Regions from separate parts of the Xenopus tropicalis genome. Here region 2 is linked to region 1. Evidence: chromatin contacts called from public Hi-C data. All regions are on one chromosome and are shown on one strand. Each heading gives the region's core, a stretch centred on a gene start, on an enhancer-like site or on the middle of the called end of the contact. The rest is flanking DNA. Distances are from core to core; before and after follow the strand shown. Region 1 holds the start of dyrk3 (dual specificity tyrosine-(Y)-phosphorylation regulated kinase 3). Region 2 has its middle 39 kb from the start of mapkapk2.

Evidence for each region. A called contact is a pair of places that touch in the nucleus more often than the background predicts.
Region 2: a contact with region 1 is called in a Hi-C map of neurula embryo, with 2.9 times the contacts expected there. The contact joins the enhancer-like site here to the promoter of dyrk3 in region 1. A contact is called at or near these places in 4 of 5 Hi-C or Micro-C datasets (brain, gastrula embryo, liver and 1 more).

The regions. Positions count from the first base shown.
Region 1 is chr2:74,059,476-74,065,704 of UCB_Xtro_10.0, reverse strand. dyrk3 (dual specificity tyrosine-(Y)-phosphorylation regulated kinase 3) reads right to left here and starts at 2,266. Exons shown (of 3, transcript NM_001008157.1): 1 at 2,109-2,266. The coding sequence starts at 2,148.
Region 2 is chr2:74,108,760-74,114,988 of UCB_Xtro_10.0, reverse strand. No RefSeq gene overlaps it. Among named protein-coding and RNA genes, the nearest start is that of mapkapk2, 39 kb to the left of the region's middle. Within about 2 kb of position 2,893, at least 1 of the 11 cell types and tissues checked has an H3K27ac peak or open chromatin away from gene starts, as enhancers often do. A contact at or near this core is called in neurula embryo, where this site is marked.

The sequences.
Region 1 (6,229 bases), core at 1,017-3,516:
ATCCTATGGAAAGCGGTCGCTGACTGTCGCTCTTGATAGAAATGACAATAAAGAACAATTCCAAAAGGGCAGTCATACACTGCCTAAACTTTTACAACAAAAAATTTGTCTGTGGGCCATATGAAGGGACATGATATGGCCTCCTTTCTGCTGTTTCACTAGTTGGTCAAATAGCAGGAAGTGAAGCAGATAGAGTGCATTGGTAAGTTTTGGATGGTATAAAGCAGAGGTCCTCAAACTTTTTAAACAGGGGGCCAGGTCATGGTCCCTCAGACTGTTGGGGGACCGGACTATAGTTAGACCTCAAACTTTGCCTCCACCCCCACAGGTCCTCACCCCTGGCTACTACCTGTCTGCCTCAGCATGGCCCTCGGCATGTCTTTAGGGTCAGCCGGTGTGGCGTGGAGCGCTGGGGACAAGGACCACGCTGAGGCAGACAGGTAGTAGCCAGGGGTGAGGGTAAATGACCATGGGGGGGGTGTATTCGGCCTGCAGGCCGTAGTTTGAGGACCCCTGGTATAAAGTCTTACAGCCTTAATACCTTCCTTAGTGGAGATTATAGTTATTGCCTTTTCTTTGTAGGATTTAAGATACACAGTGAATATGGACCCAGACATAAAAGGAGCACTCATCAAGAGTAAAAAGAAAGTAGGCAAAATTGACGAGTGTGAGCATTAATTCTTAAATTTTGTTAGATATAGCCTAGTAGATAACTATAAATAGGAACCGGATTAGGAGAAGAGTGTTAAATAACAATGTTGCCAGGAGGTAAGAAATGTTATCTTGGATTGAATAAGATTCATCTTTTGGATTTAGATTGGACTGAATAAGGATTCATCTCCCAAAACTTAAATCTAAATAAATATCAAGCAGACTTGACATATTCTGGTGATATCATAGGCAGTTTAGACCTGCTTCTTATTGACAATAATGACACATGCTCATGAGCCATTCCACAACACACAGAAAACTGATTTTGTACCAACCAACATTAATTAAATTGTTCCTTCCCATCAAATCTCTCATCACTGACCAATTTTGATAATCCCTAACGGCAGCAAGGCCCTAAAGCATCAAAGGCAGCAATGCAAAATCAATTAAATAATTTTGCACTGTGATACTGATTCAAGCATGTGTCGCTCTGCTCTTATAGTTAAGTGGGTTAATGATAAACATGGACCTTTATGAACATAACAGGATTACTGTAATCCACCATAAAACAAAAGATTAGCAGCTTTACTGTATTTTTATTAAATCCCTTTAAACATCAGGTGGTGGAGCCAGTCAGTTGGTAGCGTGCATAAAAGCCATGACAATTCTGTAACCCACATGGTAGAGTGAGCATTGCGATCTATTAACAGTAACACAAAGCAGTATAGGCACAATAAAATATCCACACTGAATATCTATAAAATCAACTAGACACGAAGAGTCCTTATTTAAGGTCACTGGTTTTGACTAACATCCAACATATTGCAATAGCAATCAATAATTCCAGGAAACGATATAGATATGTGTGCTATAGGGATACCATCCTATGAATTAAAACACATCTAAAAAAAAATATTAAATAGTCAAACCAGTTGTTTCACCCCAAGGATATTAAAGGAAGCACCAACGACAAATATGTTAGAATATTAAGAACACCAATCAAACACCTCCTAGCAAGGTATTAAATCAATTATTTTGAAGACTAATGCTTTAGGAGCTGCCTAATTGCCCTATGTATTGTCAGTTTTGACACTGTGGTGTATTTCAGTCCTTTTATCAGCAGGGCACTTCAGCTCTGGATATTTACCATTCCAACACACAGACATGCTGATTTTCTCCTTCTCACATTACACACAAACACATATTATATATATTATATTGGTGCACTGTGACATTTAATGTGACCTCACAACTTCATTTCATCATGCCTGACAGACTGACAGTAAAGAGCACAAAAATAAGACATACATAGCCAAACTCTTTAACACCTAAACACTTATATAGGCTGATCTGAAGAGGACAGTGAGTTGCGTATGGTACAAAATGTAAGTATAAGGAACATGGTGGTTGAACACAGATCGCAGCGTTATCAAATGCACAAGCTCAGCACACTGTACCTGCTGCTATGGGGCCCTCAGGCTTCCTTGTCAGGAGCATCATGACTGCTTGCAGAAAGAATGGATGGATGAGAGCACGGTGCAATCCATCCCCGGACTGTGCTGGGGTTCATGTACTGAGTAGTGTGGAAGGCCCCGTTCGGCCGCTTCCTATCCGGACCCACGAAGAATGTACACAGACTCTGTAACTACCGGACACTGAGGCCAGGGGTTGGGCGGAGCCAATAGAGCAGGCGGGCCTTTAGCTGTAAAACGTGGGCAGAGCAGTTAGAGAATGAGTTGAAAGGAACGGGTTATGACAGGGTGGGACAATCAGGCCACAGAGGGGTTAAAGAGGGAGTCTAGAGAGATTTTTAGACGTAGTAAAGGGGATGGAACTAGTGTGGGATTGTGAATCACACAGTGACAGGAAGGGAATCCATTTTGCGAAGAAAGAAAACAAGTAATAAGAAAGGAAAGAGTTTTGTTTTTTTTCTATGCGGAATTACAGGCGCTTCTGGCTCGGATTTCAGCACAGGAAGCAGCAGAGAGAGAAGTGGATTCAGCAGTAGCCCATCCCCCTCTCCCTACAGGAGGTGCGATTCACACTATAGGATCCCATCCCCCTGAACGTCTGAGTCCTTCTCTGGACAGCAGCCCACAGAGCAGGAGGCACTGCTCCAGTACTTCCCTAGTATGTAAACAACAAGGGAGTGGTCAGAGTCGTAAGAGAAGGGCCGCGGACAGAGGGGAACCAGTCCTGTGGGAATGTGAGCAGTAGCTGCTCATAGACAGGGGTGCCACCATTATACTTCTGGACTCAATTTCTGATATGAGGAGCTTTGACTGTACTAACTGTCCCGCTCCCAGTCTTGTCAGTTACACGATGAGCAGGTAATTCACTAAGGGAGCTGATTTATTTAGTTTAGAGCCACAGCCGCTACGCTTTCCCAGCCAATTACCCTTACTTCCTCTGCGTAACTTCCGTTTTGCATGGGACGTTGGTATTTGGTTTTTGACTAGTGAGGATGGTAGGTATGTGGTAGGGCTCTTTTACTGACTACTCCTAATGGGACAGGACTGACCTCGTCCCTGCAGTGCCTTCAATCCCAACCTCCCGCGCAGCCTGCAGATCTACCCAAGCACAAAGCCACAGCATATACACAAGAGACAAGCAGTAGGATTCATAAATGTTAACTGGAGTGGACAATTCTCTCCGCAATATTGTTTAAAAGGGAAACCAAAGGAATTACCGTAATTGTTGATAAAATGTTGTAAACACAAAACTGCTAGTCTGTGGTTCACTAATAAGGCTTTGGAACACAGATCTGCGGCTCCGTTCGTTAACACATCATTGTATTGGTGGAGAGTGGGCGCCCCCTCCCGCCCCGTACCTTGTGCGTCATTTAAACGCGAATAAAATTTGAACTACAAATGCCAGCTTGCACAGTTAGGGATGTGGCACACGGGGATATTAGTCGCCCGCGACAAATCTCCCTGAAACGCCATCCCACCGGCGAGAATGTAACTCGGATAAAAACTGGGAACTACATACTCAGCGTGCACAGGCAACAATGCATATACAAATTGGAAACTACAACTCCCAGATGCACTGGAAACCCCATAGAGAAAAATTGGGAACTGTAAATCCCAGCATGCATAGTCAACACCACAGATAAAAATGTGGGAACTACAAATCAACATACTTTTTTATTATTATGTATTACTTTAATGGAAATATGGAAAGTATATGATATTGATGGGCTGTTTTAAATGGAATGTTTAATATAGATTAGTATATTATTGGCTAAACAGATTTTGCATTAGATGATTGTTTGACTTGTATGAAGTTACCCTGCAAAGCAACACATATGTGTTTCTACTGCGATTTACATATTTGCTGGCAAGAAAGCATTCAGAAGAGATTAGTCGCCACCACTAGCGGAGATTAATCAATGGGCAACTAATCTCCTTGTGTGTCATCAGCCGCTATAATTCCTGCTGCATGGTTGAAAATTTGGATTCGATACAATAATTTCTTAAGATCGCAAATATCACGAAAATGCTTACGAAAAAATCGTATTAGTCACGATAATATCGTATTGGCGATCCTAAAGTCACGAAATGTTCCGAATTTTTCGAGCAAGCGTACGAAAAAGTTGTGCCGGTGTACGAAAAAGTCGCTCAAGCATGAAAAAATCGTCGAAAATACGCTCTGAGCATTCGTGTCTTAATAAATTTTCCACTAAGTGTGTAGGTCGCTATATGAATATAACATATACTTTGGCATTATTAATACTAATAACTCTGTTTACCAGTTTGGCAGTCACTGAATAGATGATGGGAACCTGGGATTTTTTTAAATGATTTTAAATTTCTAATAGATGCACTGTATATATAAATAAAGGTGTATTTTATACTTTTCTTAGAATTTGTGTGGGTGTGCCTTATTTACTTAGTACTTAATACTGATCAGGATTTTGTCCAGAATTCACTAATTTGCTATTAATTTGCATGAAGCAAAAACACCACATCTCAAGAATAGGAATTTAATATCAGACAAACCTATGGTGGCAGGTGAGTCCATAACAAGCAAAATGCAGGTGTGGTGGTGGATCAGTGGGACCAAGATTTTAGGTAGGTTTGGAGGAGCTGTTAACTTGATGGGGACAGGGTCAGGGATAAGCAAGGGTTTGAGGCAGCCAGTTGGGGCAGAGCTCAGTGTTTAGTGGAGCAGCTACTGAGGAGACAAACAAGCAGAGTAAGGATAAAGGGACATTTTGAAATTGTCTTCAAGCCTTTTCTTTAATGGACAGTGTGACTGGGAAGAAACAGTGGGAGAATTGCTTTCGGTTGTTTGTTTTTTTTCAGAAGCATATAGACTTCTTGGTTATAAAACAGTAAGCAGTTTAGGCAAAGGATGTCAGTTGGGCAATCTCTGCCATGGGATCACAGGGACTTCAGTTTTTTGGATGCGCATAATGATGGAGCAAAAATGCTCAGCTATGTCTGGTGTGGGTCCTGCTAGCCAGGATTCCTTTCAGGTTCACACCAGCAGCTAGGAAGCTGCTAGTTCAGCTGGGGCACACAAAAAGTCTGCTGGCAGTTTAATGACAGTGTAAGTGGGGGGCAGCATGTAAGTTTAGGTATGAGTGCTTGAAATGTGGGGTATCTAACCACCCTCTTAGCTGGGGCCTCTGGGATAAAGGAGGACCCCAGTCATACTAAATGAGATGAGGGCCTGGTTGGAAAAATACCGTAACAGGGAGACAACCATATTGATTCAGGAAGGCTTTTTGTTTGACTTTCATATCCCATTTCAAAAAGGAAGGGGGGAGCAGAAATTTATGGTCAGCTCAAGATTACCCTGAGTGGTATAGGGAAAGCTTTAGAAGGAACTACAGTTGGGTAGGATGTTGTGCCCCTTTTCACATTCTCCCATTGTTAATTGTTAGTTTGTCTCCTTTGATGGTGGTGCACAAAAAAGAGATGAAAAAGCTTTACCTAATGCATCACTTGTCCACTTCGAAGGGCTCTTACAGTGGTGTGAAAAACTATTTGCCCCCTTCCTGATTTCTTATTCTTTTGCATGTTTGTCACACAAAATGTTTCTGATCATTAAACACATTTAACTATTAGTCAAAGATAACACAAGTAAACACAAAATGCAGTTTTTAAATGAGGGTTTTTATTATTTAGGGAGAAAAAAAATCCAAACCTACATGGCCCTGTGTGAAAAAGTAATTGCCCCCTGAACCTAATAACTGGTTGGGCCACCCTTAGCAGCAATAACTGCAATCAAGCCTTTGCGATAACTTGCAACAAGTCTTTTACAGCGCTCTGGAGGAATTTTGGCCCACTCATCTTTGCAGAATTGTTGTAATTCAGCTTTATTTGAGGGTTTTCTAGCATGAACCGCCTTTTTAAGGTCATGCCACAACATCTCAATAGGATTCAGGTCAGGACTTTGACTAGGCCACTCCAAAGTCTTCATTTTGTTTTTCTTCAGCCATTCAGAGGTGGATTTGCTGGTGTGTTTTGGGTCATTGTCCTGCTGCAGCACCCAAGATCGCTTCAGCTTGAGTTGACGAACAGATGGCCGGACATTCTCCTTCAGGATTTTTTGGTAGACAGTAGAATTC
Region 2 (6,229 bases), core at 1,644-4,143, 49 kb before region 1:
ATGTAGTAAGAATTAGGCTTGAAATATATTTTCTTTGACCAGCAGTAGCCCCCTTGTTTGTGGGGGATGGTGTCTGCTATGGTATAGGGAAAAGGCAGGAATGAGTTATCTATACTAAAGTGCTTTCATTATAGATGATTTTCACAAAGGGTGTGTGAATGCTTTCAGTTTAGGTAAATAAATCAAATACATGCTCACAGCCCTTGTGTCCAACAGTTAGGGGCTGATTTACTAAGACACGATTTCGAATCCGAATTGGAAAAATTCCGATTGGAAATGAACATTTTGCGACTTTTTTGTATTTTTTGCGATTTTTTCGGCGTCTTTACGATTTTTGCGAAAAAACGCGAGTTTTTCGTAGCCATTACGAAAGTTGCGCAAAGTCGCGATTTTTTCGTAGCGTTAAAACTTGCGCGAAACGTTGCGCCTTTTAAGTTTTAACGCTACGAAAAAGGCGCGACTTTGCGCGCAAGTGTTAACGCTACGAAAAAATCGCGACTTTGCGCAACTTTCGTAATGGCTACGAAAAACTCGCATTTTTTCGCAAAAATCGTAAAGACGCCGAAAAAATCGCAAAAAATACGAAAAAATCGCAAAATTACCGATCATTACGAAAAAAACGCAATCGGACGCATTCGGCCCGTTCGTGGGTTAGTAAATGTGCCCCTTAGTGTAGCAATGTTCTCTCTAAGCTGTGCCATAATGCACACAAATATTCGGAGGCCGGAGCACAGCAACACAGCAACAAATTTTGATGCACACAAACAATTATGTGCGAAAAACATTCATTATATAGAGGTGTATATATTTGTATAAATGTGTGGATACCCTTGGGAATCCAGTCAGTGTAGTTGCCACTGCACATAAAATGAAAAAGATATGAATGTAGGTCATGCTGCAGCCACAGGGCTAACTCTCATCTGGCCTTCTCTATAAAAGTTATGGATTTCTTGTATTACACAAGACAGTTACAACAACATTATCTCAAATATAAATAAAGCACCCCTTCCAGTTTGTCTCCAGTAGCAACTAATGGTAGTAGAGAAGGTGTGGAGCAGGGATTTATACACAATTGGGCAGGGGGTTGTGTGTGAGCAGAAGGGGGCTGGGTAGGGTTTACTACTCTGTGCTCTGACCCTCCAATGATTTTTTTGCGGGGGCTGGCAAATCACTACACTTCTGCAGGCCTCCAAATGGGCACTACTAGGTGGTAGGCCCCAGTACAATCGCTTCCTTAGCTTTTTTCTATTATACCTTTCCATCCCTCTCTAGATATCATAACCCCATAGTTAATAAAAGACACTCATTTTGCCCTGGTGCGGGAACCTATAGCAACTTATAAGATGTTTGCTTTTAGACAACTGATAAGTAAATGCTACCTGCCGAGTGGTTGCTATAGGTGATCAGACCAGTAGCAAACTATGAACCTTCTATTAGATTTCCATACTAAAGGCTAATCTTGGAATGGAAATAGCTTTCCACTGGCAACAATCGGAGTCGCCAGTGCAAAGGCTTTGGCATCACTTTGGCTTTCTGAAGTCAAGTTCCTGCAGGAGAAAAATTTGCACACTTTAAAAAGCCGAAGAGACTACCGGCGACTAAATCGTGGATGACTAACTCACTCCATGGGCCATCAGCCTTAAAGTGTGTCTGGACAAAACCCTCTTGCCCGCTCTGTTCAGTCCTTTAAGAGTACCTTTATAGCAGTGATCCCCAACCAGTGGCAAGGGGGCAACATGTTGCTCACCAACCTCTTGGATGTTGCTCTTAGTGCCCCCAAACCAGGTAGTTATTTTTAAATTCCTGACTTGGGGGCAAGTTTTGGTTGAATAAAAACAAGATTTACTACCAAATAAAGCCCCCTGTAAGCTGTAAGATAGTGTGCATAGAGGCTGCCTAATAGCCAATCACAGCCCTTTTTTGGCTCCTCCATGAACTTTTATGGTGCTTGTGTTGCTCCCCAATTCTTTTTACATTTGACTGTGGCTCACGAATAAGAAAGGTTGGGGACCCCTGCTTTATAGGATAACAACACAGGGCAGTTCCATAAGAGCAAAGAGGCTAGACACTTGCTGATAGGGACATAATTTACACTAATTCATTAAGGTTACTGAAATAAATCACTCTTGCTTGATGCAATCATTTATATTTGCAGTGTCAACATTAAAAATTGCTTATATGACTGAACTGAATCCAAACTCTTAACATCATATGACTGCACAATGGAATTTTTTTGGGGGTGATGTAGCTCAAATTTATATATGCGTATTAGGGTTAGGAAAAATATGTGGCTGAATCTTTGCTATAGGATCCAGTATTCATCATCATCATCATCATCATGAAAAAATTTGGCGACCCTTGGATTATACATTTAGGTTATATATAGATATATATTTATATATAAGTTGCCGCTTGCAGCATTGCTAGTCATTCTAAATTGTCAAGACTTTCTAATTTTGTGTTAAAAGCAAATCTGTGTGGGAAGTCATTGAGGAACCTGGAAAAGGGCACAGGTGCCCTGACATGCCGACAGCAAGTGACTAATATTGAGAGTTGCTGAGAGAAGCACAGAAATAGCCTGTTTAGGTAGCAACCAGCATGGCAAACAGCAACAAGCAGCATGCAAGTGTATAATTATCCTCACTGTTCTCCCTATATTGCAGAGAGAATCCCAGTTTACCAAGCAAGTAAAACAAAGGTATTCTGACCCCCCCCCCCCCCACCCACATGTTACATTCAGTGGTATAATTACAAGTTACAGAGCACAAGAGCAACATTATTTAAGAGCATTGCACTCCCAAAGGAAGAAGATCTGTTTAAAGATCATATTGTAACAAAACATTGATCAGTGTCCCCATTGTGTTTACACTTCTCGTAGCCCTACAGCAGGTTGTGAATCTGTTGTTGACTGCTTTGCCCCCAGGGCTCCTTTGAATGGATTCCATGGTTTGCAGGCTGTGTACAGTACATTAGAAACATGATCGTCAGTCAGTGTACCATATCTGGACTATAGAAATAAATATTGTTGACATTAGTCATTCTGTAAACACTATTATGGGTTTTTTAAATGACTATTTTTATTTTTAACATGGGTAGGAAAAGGCAAGTAGTATTTACTGTATATGAAAGGACAACACAGGTCAGGATGCTGGGAATATAAACTAGAAGAGAACGGGAGTGGGTGGGTATGGAGAAAAAAATCTGCAGTACATCTCTCCATAATATGCATTGTATTTTCTAGCTAGATAATATTACATTTCCTTTAAATCTTTTGTGACTATAATTTATAACTACAGATGTAGGACCTGTTATCCATAATGTTTAGGAGCTGGGGTTTTCCAAATAAGGGATCTTTCTGTAATTTGGACCACCATAAAGTCAACTAATAAAAATATTAAATAAACCCCATAGGATTGATTTTTTGCAAATTTTTGCCAGTCCATCCATGATCTAAGATCCAATCGCATCACTGCTAATCTGCACCAACTGAAAATGTTGTTGGCAATCTGTAAAATACCATACTTTGGTGCCTATGACTACGTATCTTTTGTATACGAAACGCGTCAGGACCTTTTTGTTTTATGATCTCTACAATAAAGACAAGTTTTAGTGGACCAAGGAGTGCGTGCCATTTCTCTTCAAACTGAAATACCATACTTTACCTGAATATAAAGGACGTTTCCATATGCAGAGCTGTATTTAGGTCCTGTGCCACCCTAGGTACCAGATCTAAACACCCTTTCTACATTGCAGAAGTGACGTTACGTGCAGCTGACATTACTTCCACAGTGCACCATGGTGCAAACCCCTCACCCCCCCCCCACAAGCTCCATCACCAGATTTCCCAATTAACTCTGTGGTGAAGGCTGGGGGATTTTTCAATAAATCAAATATATAGGCACCTGAGGGCCGCACCCCAAAATCCGCCACCCTAGGCACAGGCCCTTGGGTGCTTAAACATAAATACAGCCCTGCCCATATGACGCATAAATTAACAAGAATATTTTACACTATTCTATTACAATTATTTAAACAATAGTCCCTGACATTTTTTGTGCCATTGTGTAGAACGAGTATCAGTTCATAATAGGAAATAATCCCTTGGCTTCAATGAAAGGTGTGTCACATAAAGTGGAGATTCTTTCCTCTCCACTCAGTTTAACATAATTGTCACTGTTGATACTGAGTCAGCAGGCTTGCTAAATAATAATTACTTTGTTTCCTTTACAGCATTTTTCAGACCAATATTAACCCAAAGTTGTAGATGAAAGATATATTTCTCTTATTCTAATACAACATTTTTTTTTCTTTTAATTCAATGTAAAACAAATTCTGAACCAATGTTTCAAGTAAATATTTGCATGCTGATATTCTAACCTTATAGACCTTGCATTAGGGCTATGGCACGTGGCATTTTCTGTAATCTGGTGGAAAATATTGCAGTCACAACTCCCATATCCACCTGTCAATAATTTGCATAATAATTTATGAAAGGCAGCATTTCTGAGCAGGGGTCCTACCTGTCACAGCTACTTGTGCTTCAAGTGCTACGTTTATCATGGGTTACTTTGGTAAACAGACAAGGTAGTGTTTTCCACCATTTTACAGCAGCAAGTAAAGTCCATGTGCCTTTAGCCTTAGAAGTACATGTTACATTACAGCCTGCAACTAAAACATGTCTTTTTAAATGATTTAAACATTTTCTACTGTGCATGACTTTTTTAATGTTTTTGCAGAAAGAAACATGAAAAATTGCTATTGCTACTGCAGTGGTGCAAATTTGCAGAATGTTAGCAAATGAATACCAACACAGGTAGGAATCTTAGAGCAAATGAATGTTTGCTTTATACATGGTTGACACCCAGCACTATGTACTAATTAAAGTGTTTATCCCATGGATTTGCGCAGTCATGAAATATATAAATACATATACAACAAACTAGGATAGAACCCAAATAAATGAGTTTTGGTTGATTGGTGTAGAGTAAAGATGAGCCTTCATGGTACAAGCTGCTTGTTTTGACCAATGTAATTTGTGTCAAATCAGGAAGATCCAACAGCTTCCAGCCCAATGATTGGATCATAATTGGGGCCTGTGAAACTCAACAACGGGGCATCGGAGTTCTGATACAGTACTTGCCCAATGGAATTTTTAAACCTGTTTGATTGATATTAGGCTGTTTTCTGGCCTGACCTGCCAACTTAGTCTGGAGTGTGTGGCCTGAGCTGCCAACTTAGTCTGGAGTGGGTGACCTGAGCTGCCAACTTAGTCTGGAGTGGGTGGCCTGAGCTGCCAACTTAGTCTGGAGTGGGTGAGGCCACGGCTTTTAACAACCCATGTTTGAACATCTTAACACTTTATTTCTAAAGTATGCTTGCTGAATGCCCTTGGAGTGTTTTATCAGTAGGCCCAATAAAAATCTGGCTAAACAATGACCATACACAGGCCAATTAACTTTTGTCTTGGTCAGACAACATCAGCTCTTGCATGGCCAGAATTATTCAGATAAAGCAAAGGTGCAGAGTTAAGCTTTCAGTTTGAGTCCTTAAAGGTGGCCATACACGTGGCGATCTGACGATGTTTCGTACGACCATCGGTCGCACGAAACATCGTAAGATCCGCCACACACCATTCAGGGCTGAATCGGCAGGTAAGGAGGTAGAAACAATAGGATTTCTACCTCCTTCTGCCGATTCAGCTCTGAAGGGAGAATTTTGGTCAGGCGCCTTCTATGGTGCCCGATCAAAATTTTCAAACTGGTCCGATCGGCGAGTCGTCCAATATCAGCAGCTCCCTGCGATATCGGTCGATTCGCCGACATGCCATACACGCACCGATTATCGTACGAAACGAGGTTTCGTACAATAATATTGGTGCGTGTATGGCCACCTTTAGACTGATTCGGCGGCTTATCTGCTCATGGATGGGGCCCCTTGAAGGGCCTCCCCGATTGATAGCTGACCGAAAATCACCCATGTGTCGATTGGGCAGGTTTGATTTTCCAGTTGGACCGGGACAAAATCGGCTCCTATTCCCATAGTTGTAATTCGATTGCTTGGCCTTAGTATACTGTACAATAGTATATTTAGTTTTGAGAATGACACTGAAATGCATTTTACCTGTGGTCACCGGGCCTGGAATATTAAAGGTAAAAGAAAATGAAAGTCAATTAGTACTGTATTTCCCTCTATGAATGATCCCCTTAAACCAGCTGGGCCTAAGGCTAAG